Regions from separate parts of the Rattus norvegicus genome. Here region 2 is linked to region 1. Evidence: chromatin contacts called from public Hi-C data. All regions are on one chromosome and are shown on one strand. Each heading gives the region's core, a stretch centred on a gene start, on an enhancer-like site or on the middle of the called end of the contact. The rest is flanking DNA. Distances are from core to core; before and after follow the strand shown. Region 1 holds the start of Ywhah (tyrosine 3-monooxygenase/tryptophan 5-monooxygenase activation protein, eta). Region 2 holds the start of Prr14l (proline rich 14-like).

Evidence for each region. Hi-C and Micro-C count contacts between places; a contact is called where the count stands out from the background.
Region 2: a contact with region 1 is called in a Hi-C map of frontal cortex, with 1.7 times the contacts expected there. The contact joins the promoter of Prr14l here to the promoter of Ywhah in region 1. A contact is called at or near these places in 1 of 12 Hi-C or Micro-C datasets (frontal cortex) and 1 of 1 datasets of contacts at active chromatin or transcription factors (oligodendrocytes).

What each region holds. Positions count from the first base shown.
Region 1 is chr14:81,926,991-81,932,672 of GRCr8, forward strand. Ywhah (tyrosine 3-monooxygenase/tryptophan 5-monooxygenase activation protein, eta) reads right to left here and starts at 3,212. Exons shown (of 2, transcript NM_013052.2): 1 at 2,952-3,212. The coding sequence starts at 3,038.
Region 2 is chr14:82,091,253-82,096,813 of GRCr8, forward strand. It overlaps Prr14l (proline rich 14-like), which reads left to right and starts at 3,108. Exons shown (of 10, transcript XM_223586.10): 1 at 3,108-3,263.

The DNA of each region.
Region 1 (5,682 bases), core at 1,962-4,461:
AGCCAAGCCCTCAGGAGGCGCTGGCAAGAGGAGCCTGGGTTTGAAGTCAGCGAGACTCTAAGACTGTACAACACTGTGTTTCATTTTATAATTTCATAATTACCACCTATGCTTTGATACAATTGATTCAGGAATAGAAGATGTGACTGAATTATGTCCACCTCGCAACCTATCAATATTTACCGGAAGTCTAATTTTTCCTGATATCCCACCGTCCTTCTACAGTAACATTTTTATCCTAATTAGTATGCTTACTTCAGAGTCCACATTAAACTCCAGCAACCTGGCTAGGCATGAGATCAGGAAGTTGAGCTTCTGTTTAGAAACGTCTGCTGACTTTTCATATTATGAGTGTTAACTCATCTGAAGGAACACCACTATTTCTAATGTACTGGGGAGGAGGTTGCTGGGGAATCGAAACTGGGGCCTTCAACATCCTGGGCCAACTGCTCTGCCACCAGAGCTCCAGCCCAGCCAAAATCCTCAAGGTTTACCACTTCTGTCCTCCAGGTGGCGCTGCTGGATCAACAAACACCATCATTACAGGCAACTTGATCAAACCATTTACATTAGGAAAAACCTTGACGATAAAAAAAAAAAAAAAAGACTTGTTGGTAACACAAGCATTCCTAATTTTATACTTCAGAGACCCTAAAGCTAGAGGAACTTTCAAGGTCAGAACAGTGGCCTCAGATCATTCCATCAAGCCAATGTCCTGTTCCTCTCTAGAACTGTATACTTACCTGCCTTCCAGTTGCCTGAAAGAAAGCCAGAGAGAAGCTAGGCATGGTGGTGCACACAAGTGACATTTGACAGGTAAAGGCAGGATCATCTGGAGTTCAAGGCCAACCCCAGCTATATAATGTTTGAGGCCAGCCTGGGATACACGAAACCCTATCTAAAAAGGGAAAAATTTTAAAAACAATATAAGTTTACTGGAATTCACTCTTCCCCAAAGTGTTAAGGTTTATTAATGGATGACTCATTAACATTTAAGAATTTCATCTACAAACTATACCAACAGGCAAAATGAGATAAAAGTACATCCCACTAATATAGGTGAGACAAACATGAATTCTGATAGAAAACACTCGTTTTTTTTTTTAATAGTTAATTTGAATTTGATGGGCTGACTATTAAATTCTCAGTGTTTGGTGTCTTTTCCAACCCATGAGTCATTTTAGATGTAGATTATAAATTTCAAACACAAAGGTCCATTAGCTTTTGCAAAATGTTACCTTAATGCCTCAGAGAGCATCTGTGGATACAAGCAGGAAATTGCAGAACATCCTCAAGGCCATTTACAAACCACCAGAGAGTCTTTTTTCTTTTTTTCCTGCTAGAACTGTTTTTTTCTTTCCTGTACTCTCTCTAGTCTTTCCTTACTTTCCACCTCAGGACAGCTGATCGCTCCAGATATCTGATGGTCGCTTTCCCTTTCCCTTCTATCTTCTTCATTTCCAGAGCGCCTTGCTAAACTGCAGCCTTCAAGTCTCACTCACACACTGACTGAGCAAAGGCCTCCTCACCTAGCTGTTCAGGGAGAGGCCTCAACTTGCATAATCCCAGAACCATTTAGTCGTGACTTGGTGTGTGGATAGAGGTGGCTTTCAGGTGCACCGTAGTAATGTCAGTCTTGTTTCCAAAACTGTATTTTAAATTTCCTTAAAGAACCCGCAATTTTTTCCCCAAACCTAGAATGTTCCTGGTATAAATTAATCTTATCTCACCAGAACAGCATACCATAATGCTGAAATCAGTATTACTAAGGAATCAACAGTCTGTGCTGTTGCTGGGTTCCAGAGACATTTTGCTGAACGTGTACCAGGGCACTGGAGGCAAGATAACTGCTCATGGTTCTTACCTGGGAAATTCTAAATGGTGGCCTCGATTTTCTATTCCATGTAGTATCAAAATAAATTTTCCAAATTGAATTTGTATGGAGTATCTGGGTTTAAAAAAAATCCTTTCAAAGACCAGCCCATAGGACATATGAGCTACAATCCAGGACAGTTAATACTTAAGTCAGCTAAAAACTGCCCAAGGACTGCTAAAATGCAGATTTTCTGAGTCTCAACCTCAAAAATAAATGTTCATGTATTTAGAAATCTAAGGTGGACGGACTCCCAAGGAAATTTTCTCCTTAGTCTTAGGAGCTTGTGGCCACAGTTGGAATTCTGCCACTGTGTGACCTTGACAAGAAATATTCTTTTAGAAAAAGTCCAGGAGGATGTGAAGAGTCCTCTATAGTGATGTGGTAACAGAACTGAAAAGTCTCAGATAGGCAGGTAGGTTCTAATCTAAAATATTCTCTAGGGTGTGGCTGGGCATGTCTCCTTTACCGGAAATCAAGCTGCAGAATCCATCTAAGAGGGTCTCAGGAATGCAAAAGCACCCAGGTTCGCTTCATTTCCATTTCATCTCCAGGAAGGCACGCGGCACTGACCGTTGGGATGTATGTAAGGACCCACACCCTCCTTCACGCCCATGACTGCTGGAAAGGGGTCTTCCCACACAAAGCCAGCCCCCGAGGTGTGGGAAATGGGAAAAAACCAACTTCAGACAAGCAAAGCAAACAGGTCGTAGCAGAGAAAACCAGGAGACCGGTCTCCACTCGCGGATGAGCCTTTATTACAAGTAGGTGAATGGTGGAAGGAAAGCGTGTTTCTCCCCAGGTCCGGCAGAAGGGTCTAGAAGCAGGAACGCTGACTTCCTCCTTTCCTCGGGTACCCCCTCCCCCACCGGGTCTCTGAGCTAGGACACGGCGACCCCGGCCCGCCAGCCTCCGAGAGGCCGCCCGGGGAGACCCCGCCCCGGCCAGGCCTCAGGAAATGGAGAGTGCGGCAGCCGCCGCGCCCAAAAGGTGGCGGTGCGTAGGGAGAGAGCCGCCGCCCAGGCCCGGGCCCGCCCCGCCCCGCAGCCCCCGGCCACCCGGTTCCCCGCACGCTCACCGCCTTCATGGCGGAGGCCATGTCGTCGTAGCGCTCCGCCTGCTCCGCCAGTCGCGCCCGCTGCAGCAGCTGCTCTCGGTCCCCCATGTCGCTCGCGACTCGGCCTCGCCTCGCACGCCCGCACCGCCTGCTCGCTCGCTCGCCCGCCCGTCCGCTTCCCGGTCGCCGCCGAGGCCGCCGCCGCGCACGCGCACTGGCTCGCCGGCTGGCGGGAGGCTGCTGGCTGCGCCGCCGCTCGCGCCTTCTCGCTAGCTGGCTGCACGCGCTGTGGCGAGCGCCGCGGAGCCGCGGAGAGAGGATAGGGGGCGCCGCGGGCGGGCGGGGAGGACACGACCACGCCTGCGCACTCGGAGCGGCCCGCGGAGAGCCTCCGGAGGGGGGGCGGGGCGGCCCAGCCCTAACGGTCTTTTTTAAGGTGACGTCATCTACTATAAATAGCAGCGACTAGGGCCGCGCTGGAGAGCTGCGCAGGCGCCTTAAGAGTGCTGCATTTTACCGCCGCAGCGTTGAAGGGTGGGGAGCGGCTGGGGCGCGGCGATGGTGGTTCCACTGGCAGGCGTTGTCGCAGCCCAGGCCAGGAAAGCGCCACAGAACCCATGTTAGAGCTTGAGAAGCAGATACCCGCACATAACCCTGTATGGAGAAGCAGAGGCGCCGGGGCTCGGGACTGAGGGGCCGCCTTGCTCTGGGTGGCCACACCCAGCGCTTCGGTCATCTCTGGCAGTGGCGTGGGGTGGATCCTGCCCTTTGGGACAGCCCCTCACAGACACACTAGAATCCACCATACTACAGAGTGGCGCTGCCATCCTTATAAGTGACCTTGGACCAGCTCTAGCTTGCACAGGAAGGGATAGGTAGCTTGACAGAGTCAGTAGCGTTCACGACATTGCTATGGGGAGCTGGCCCACTGTTGGGCATTGACCAGCACTAACCTATTTCATACAACCCACTCCAGAAGGGGCACAGCAGGCCCCCCATTCTTCAGAAGTGCAATCTATGACCCTGGGAAACCTTGGGAAACCAAAAGTTGCCAGCCAGTCGGGTCAACTTAGCCTGATTCAAATCTTTTTAGGGAATTAATGATTATAGGTCAGAGGCACAGTGCTGGCCTGGAATGACTGAGGGCCTGAGGCGGATCCTCATGGGAGAAGGAGCAAAACGTCCTAAGTGACAGGGCAAGGTCACATATCCTGTATGTGGAGGGACCAAAATCTGATTTCAATATCTTCTTGGACTTCTGTGGGATGGACTGGTCAAGCTGAGCCTCTACCGCTCCTATCATTCCATGCTAAGGGTCCCTGGGCTGGGCCTCAAACTAGAAAAACATCCTGGCATGGTGGAGCAGGCCTTTAATCCCAGTAGCCAAGAAACAAAGATACAGGCAGGCAGATCTCTGAGTTCTAGGCCAGTAGGGATACACAGAGAAATCCAGTCTGGAAATACCACACGCACATGCACGTGCACACACATACACACACAGCTGTTAGCCTGTCTGGAAACACACACACACACACACACACACACACGCATATACAGGGCTGTTACAAAGAAATCCTGTCTGGAAAAAAACAACACACACATACACATACACACACACACACACACACACACACACACACACACACACACACACACACGGCTGTTACACAAAGAAAGAGAAACCCTGTCTGGAAAAACCATGCACACACATAAGAAAAACCACGTCCACTGAAGCACAGAAGGGGCCTGAAGGTCACTGAGTGTGCACACTCATGTTGAAGACTCCTCAGGAGCCACATTTTTTTTTAAATATATACATAGAAAGTTTAAAACTTTTTTTTAAAAAATTACATACACTTGGGTGGGAGGCAGGGATAAGGGGTGTGAGGGATGTGTGTGCAGAGGTCAGAGGATGACTTGTAGAAAGAAGTCAGTTATCTACCCTGTGAGTTGTCCTCTGGCTTAACTGCAAGGGCCTTTACTCACTGGCCCCTCGTTTTCATGTGGTTTTGTTTCCTACAGATCTCTCACTTGGCCTGGAACTCACCAATTAGGCTAAGCTGGCTGGGCTTAGAGCCCCAGGAATTCACCAGCCTCTGAATCCCCTTCATGGAAGTTCAAGCTCCACCACGCCTGGCTTCTTAGCTCTGGGTGGTAGGGATCAAACTGAGGCTTGTGCAGAAGGCACTGTCCCTACAGGGAGCTGTGCCTCAGGCTCACCGAGATCTTTACTGAGCACTTGATACATGCTCAGCTCTACAATAACCCCAGGGAAGGAGCAGGTCTGCCTCTGAGGAGATCTGAGTACAAAAGCTGAACCTGAAGGACGTACGAGAATACAGCTCCAGGATGGGGAACAAAGTCCGCTTAAAAGCTAAGCTTTACATGATTTTTTTTTTTTTATTTTTGAGATGGTCTCACACTGTCTAGCCCTGGCTGGTCTGGAACTCACTATGTAGGCTGGTCTTAAAATTAGAGATATACTTGCCTCTGCCTCCCGATTGCTAGGGTTAAAGATATGCACCACTACACCGAAGCTGTCACACTTTTTGTTTGTTTGTTTGTTTTTTCTAGACATGGTTTCTCTGTGTAGCCCTGGATGTCCTCTGTAGACCAGGCTGGCCTCAAACTCACAGAAATCCACCTACCTCTGCTTCCTGAGTGCATCCTAAAGGCATGGGCCACCACTGCATCGCCTGTCGCTGTCATACTCTTAAGATACTTGTTAGGGGAAATACTGGCGTGGTTAGTT
Region 2 (5,561 bases), core at 1,858-4,357, 160 kb after region 1:
GGTCTCAGTCTTCTGCTTCCTGAGGTATTCTCTCATCTTCCTACATTGAGTGAGACGTTCTCTAATGGTATGAGGCGTCCTCATGCATAGCGTGGGACTTATGGCTCATTGATCCACATGGTTGAGATTGTGCTCCCCCGCTCCATTTTGGTGTGTGCACCAAGAAACACAGTCCTGCCTAAAGTCCGACTTGCCCTTCTGCTTTTCCGGCTCCATTAAGCTGCCCGCCGCCCTCAGAAATCAAAAAGTGTGTGTGTGTGTGTGTGTGTGTGTGTGTGTGTGTGTGTGTGTGTGTGTGTGTGTGTGTGTGTGTTGGTGGGGTTATAAACTTACAACGGAAAAGCCCCTACTCGGAAGTGTCCAGCGTGCAGGCCTCTACCAACCCAAACCCTAAGATATTTCTAGACTTCTATGATCCTTTCGTTGTTGTTAATATTCATTTCTGATGATTGAATCGAGGGGCGGCAATGCTCTTCCCCAGAAATGGGGATTGAAAACTAAACCAGTGTACACTAATCAAACTCTACCACTGAAACAAACCCAGGTCTCTAAGTTCCTCCAGTAATCAGTGACAATAGCTGCAGTCTTTTTTTTTTTTTTTTTTTTTTTTTTCTTTTTTTTCTTTTTTGGAGTTGAGGACCGAACCCAGGGCCTTGCGCTTGCTAGGCAAGCGCTCTACCGCTGAGCTAAATCCCCAACCCCTATAGCTGTAGTCTTAATGCTGCTTTAAATTTTTAATTTAAAGTAAGCTAACCAGCAGGGGAAACAGTGGAATGGGTAGCCCCAGAATCTGAGACTTTGATCACAGGAAGCCTTGTGATATGGCGCAGTGACATGAACCTGTAGCCCCACCCCCTCTTCCAAAGCTTAAGGCTACCAGCTAGTCTGCAGAACTCAGTGCAGCAGGAACTAGAGACCTTGCCTCAAATTCGAAGTGTAGTTCTCTGATCTACACACATGCTCTGAGGGATGGAAGCCCAGTGATGTATACCTGATCATGTTCACACACCATGCACACACACACCTAGATAAATAAAAAGTTGATGTGACTTTGCAGACATCTTCCTGTACTTGTGTCACTACTAGATAGTAGACCTAGGGTACTTCACAGGTGGAAGTGAAAAGCTGAGGAAAAAGTCAGAAAAGAGAAAAGACTCCAACCTTACCCAGGCCAATCGATTATGTTAAACCTACAGTACCCCAATCCCCTATTTGTTGGGACGTCTTTCTCTTTAAGAAGAAAGATGTTGGTGAGTTACAATTCCAACATGCATTGAATTCATGACACTCCTCCTGCCTCAGCTTCCCTCCAAGTTCTGGGGTTGTAGGAATAAACCACCATGCCCAGTGCACTTGCCTCTTGTTTCTCTCTTTCTTGCTCTGACAGCTAGCTCTGGGGATGAGACCCAGCCCTCACACATACTGGGCAAGCTCTCTGTCTACATGCAACTTCAGCCCCACGTTTGACCTGCGCCGCTCTACCAGCCTCCTCTTCATTCTGTGGGTATTTTATAACTAGACTGACACGAGTCTTCTAATCACAACGACCACTAAATCTAAATGGCATCTCTGCCTCCAGTTACTCACAGCTCCTTTTTTAGGTTTCCCCCAGCTTTCACAGGTTTCCAGTATTTTTCTGAAAATGTATAAATGTTTGGGTTTTGTTTTGAAAGCAAAAGCACTGTAAAACAGTAGAGGATTTGGGAATGGGTCAAAGGGCCTCCCATAGCATGATAAGCAAAAGTCCCCATGGTGGTGTATATAATCCCATTGCTGGAAGAGTTTGAGGCCAGTCTGAGTGAGAGATTGTTTTAAAAAAAAAAAAAAAAGAGCTGGGTGGTGGCAAACATTTCTAATCCCAGCACTTGGGAGGCAGGGGCAGGCAGATCTCTGAGGGTGAGACCAGCTTTGTCTACAGGGGGCTGGAGGTGGAGAGAGAGAGAGAGAGAGAGAGAGAGAGAGAGAGAGAGAGAGTTAGTTTTCCCTTTATCTAAATGGTTGATCCAGGAAGGTCAAGAGTTAGAGGTCAGCATGGCCCACATAGCAAGCTTCAGACTTGCCCAAGTTAAAAAGTGAGATCCTGTCTTAAGTCAAATCCTGTGTGGATAAGGCTGGCCTTAAATTCATAGAGAGTCTCCTGCCTCTGCTGGGGTTAAAGGAATGTGCAGACTAGCCTAGGCTTCCTTTGCAGATCCTAACCAGAGAAAAGGTAATTGCCAAGAGAAAAGCCTCCACCTTTTGCCAGACTAATGAACTTCAGGAAACTAGAGGTGTTTATTTCTAAATCATGTCTGTGTGATTTGGGGAAAGTTGATTATAGTCTATGGACATATATACCCCCCAACCCCTTTTCTAATCTCTCTCTCTCTCTCTCTCTCTCTCTCTCTCTCTCTCTGTTTCTCTGTGTGTCTGTCTCTCTGTGTCTCTGTCTGTCTCCTTTTGAGACAGGGTTTCTCAGTGTAGTCCTGGCTGTACAAGAACTTGTTCTGTAGACAAGGCTGGTCTTGAACTGAGAGATCCTCCCGCCTCTGCTTCCCAAGGGCTGAAATTAAGGCGTGCCCAGCTCCCTTCTAATTTCTTTCAGACACTTCCTTAGGTGCTATGAATATAGTCCTGAAGAAAAGAGATGGAAAGAAACGGCCACTAAAGAGATAAAATGCGGTACTTTCAATGCTAAAGAAGCAATGAAATAAAATCAAAGTGTAACCAACTACATTCCTGGGTTAACGTTTGGATTTAGTGGCCAGTGTGATAAGAAGCAGTAGGAGAATGGTGTGACCTAAACCTTTGACTGCAGTTATTAAAAAGCCCCACGATCTGCCAGGATGGAAGCAGAAGGCCCCTGGAGTGGCATCTGTCCACCTCAACAGAAATAGATAGGACCATAGTGCTGGTAACAGTTAGAGACAGGAACTGGGCCCAAGGGTACGTTTCTCTTTAAGAGTCAGCGCGGCGGGGGCGGGGCTGAGTGCGTCGGGAGCTAGCAGAGGGTGGAGGTACCAGCTGGGAAGAGCCGCCCTCCGGATTGCGCGCGCGCCGTGCGGGGGCGGGATCAAGGTCCGTCCGCATGGCTGGCTTTGGCCCCGGATGAGGAAGTGCGGAGGGGAGGGGGGGAGAGCACTGTAGGAGCGGTGGAGGCTGGAGCGCCCTCGGGCCTCGGCTCCAGAAGATCTGGTAGAGTTGGCGGCGGCGGGGACTGCGGGGACGGAGGCAGCCGAGGCCAAGGTGGCGGGATGAGCACGGTCCGAGGAGGAGGCCGCAGGGTAAGAGGCCTGGGCAGCCCCACGACGGCCTGGGGGTCCTCCGCCGGATGGTGCTGACTAAAGGGGGTCCGGGCCCCCATCCTTTCAGGGAGCCGAAGGGCACCGAAACAGCGTTGTAAGTGACAAACAACCACAGACATCCAGGAGATCAGGCTCCACGTCGCTGAGAGAAAACAGCTTCTCAGAGTCCTGGTTCCAGGGGAAGGAGGCTCCCATTCAACCTCCATCTGCAGGGGACCCCCAACTTCTCTCCTTGGAGAGGACGACGCCCCTAGTTGGTATACACCTCCGTCGGCTCTGGTCGATTTGTCAGAGAAGGGAGACCGGTTTATGGTGCTGAAGGGAATTCTTTATCCAAAGGAGCGTTTTAATGGGTAACCCCTAAACGACCCTCACTTTGGTCAGCGCCTTCCAAGTGAAGGAGAGTCTCAACTTTCCTAAAAGTGACAGAGGTATCTTTTCTGCAAGAAACAGATCTGTCTTCTTTATTTTTCACTTTCACCCCAAGATAGAGGGAGGCCCTGAATTTATGATATCGTAAGTTAGCTTTTCTCCCCTTCCCCCAACCGTGTCCACCAAGGGTGCTTTGCTTTTCGTGTTTTTATTAGGTCTTTTAGGATTCATTGAGCTGCTCCTCCTCTTCTGGAGTGTGATATTTCCAAGTTTGTATCTCCCACTTAACATCTTTATGACCTTGACTCATCCTCTGTCAGTTGCAGCCCATCTGTAACCTGGGTACTTTTTTTCTCTGAATTGTCATGAAGGCTCAAGGGAAGTTTTGTGGAAAATGTTTGGTGCACAGTGAACTTTTGGTCAATTGTTACTATTGATACGTTAAGAAAGAAAAGTCATGTCCTCCATCAGAAGCCAGTGTCTGCAGGAATCTATCCTTCATCACAAAAGTTCAAACCATTCTTTCCAACAGAAAGGCTTTTCCTAGTCTGGAGGTAAAGGACACGTCCTCTCATTTTGGATCCTACTGTACTCTACTCTCCAAGTTAACAACAGAGAGCCTTAGTGAAAATCAGGAAAAAAATTATTAATTTTTGGAAACAGATTAGCACTTTATTTAATCTATTTATTTTGATATGAGTGGTCTCTTTACAGTTCAGGCTCAAACTCAGTAGGTAGCCCAGGCTGGCCTCTAGCCCCTGACCCCTGATAATCTTGTCTTACCTTATAGGACACTACTAGTTCAGGCATGCACCACCATGTGCCACTTTTTGTTTTGTTTTGAGACAAGCTCTCATGTAGCCCAGGCTGGCCTCAAATTTGCTATGTAGCCAAGCCTCTGATCTTCCTGCATCCGTCTCTCCATTAAGAGTCTTTAAGAGGGAGGGAAAACTCAGTGCCAGAAGCCAGCCTTTCTTTGTGCACCAAATCTGTCTAGATCCCCTCTCCCTTCACTTGCTTTTGTTGGCAATTAAAAACAGCTTCCCTTTATCTACACATCCTCTCTAGCCTCCAGCTCTCCGAAGTAAAAGACTGCCCTTCTCCAGGATGTAAAGCACTGCAGATGGCTTCTTTTCCCTTCCCCTTGGATAAGCACATGAAAGTCTTTCATACATGGTGCCTTTTGTCAGCAGACATCAAGAGCATTTTCAGTTTAACCCTCTGTTGGAGGATGGGTTGCTTTTGCTGCATGTTAACAAAAAGGGAAAGGGAAACAGCCTTGATGCCTCAGAGATTCCGTGCAGAACTGGGTTCCTTAGGGGTAATGATGTTCTTCCTGGTCTCTCTTTCAGTTTGTGTTGAGATCTTGATGAGTGGTTTGTTGTTCTTTTGAGACAGGGTTTAGCTATGTAGCCCTAGCTGGCCTGACACTGTGTATCCCAGGGTGTCCTCCGCAGCCCTCTTGCCTCAGCCTCTCCCTGAGTGTTGGGATCACTGGTGTGAGCCACCACTCCTGGTTTAGGGAGATGTTATTAAAAGATTCTTCTTTTTCTGTCCCTCAAGAAGAGGCCTCTTCTCCAAATTCCCTCATGGAAGAATTGGCTACAGTGTCTGAATGTCCCTTATGGAGGGACTGGCTGCAGAATCTGAACCTTTGGAAAAGAAAGCCCTTTTCTCAAGGTGAAAGGAGTGCTGGGAACTTCTCAGGGCCTGATCATTCTTGTGAGTATCGTTCCTTGACACAAGCATGGCAGTGCCACTGTTGTTAACAGCGTCTGTACATTCCAGTTCAAGAGAAGGGGTTATTGGGGCATGGAGGTTTTCTATCTGCTTTCTTTGCCCCCCTTCCCCCCCTTTTTTTTGCTTTATTGCTGTCAAGTTTTACTTGGGGAATCATTGAATAAT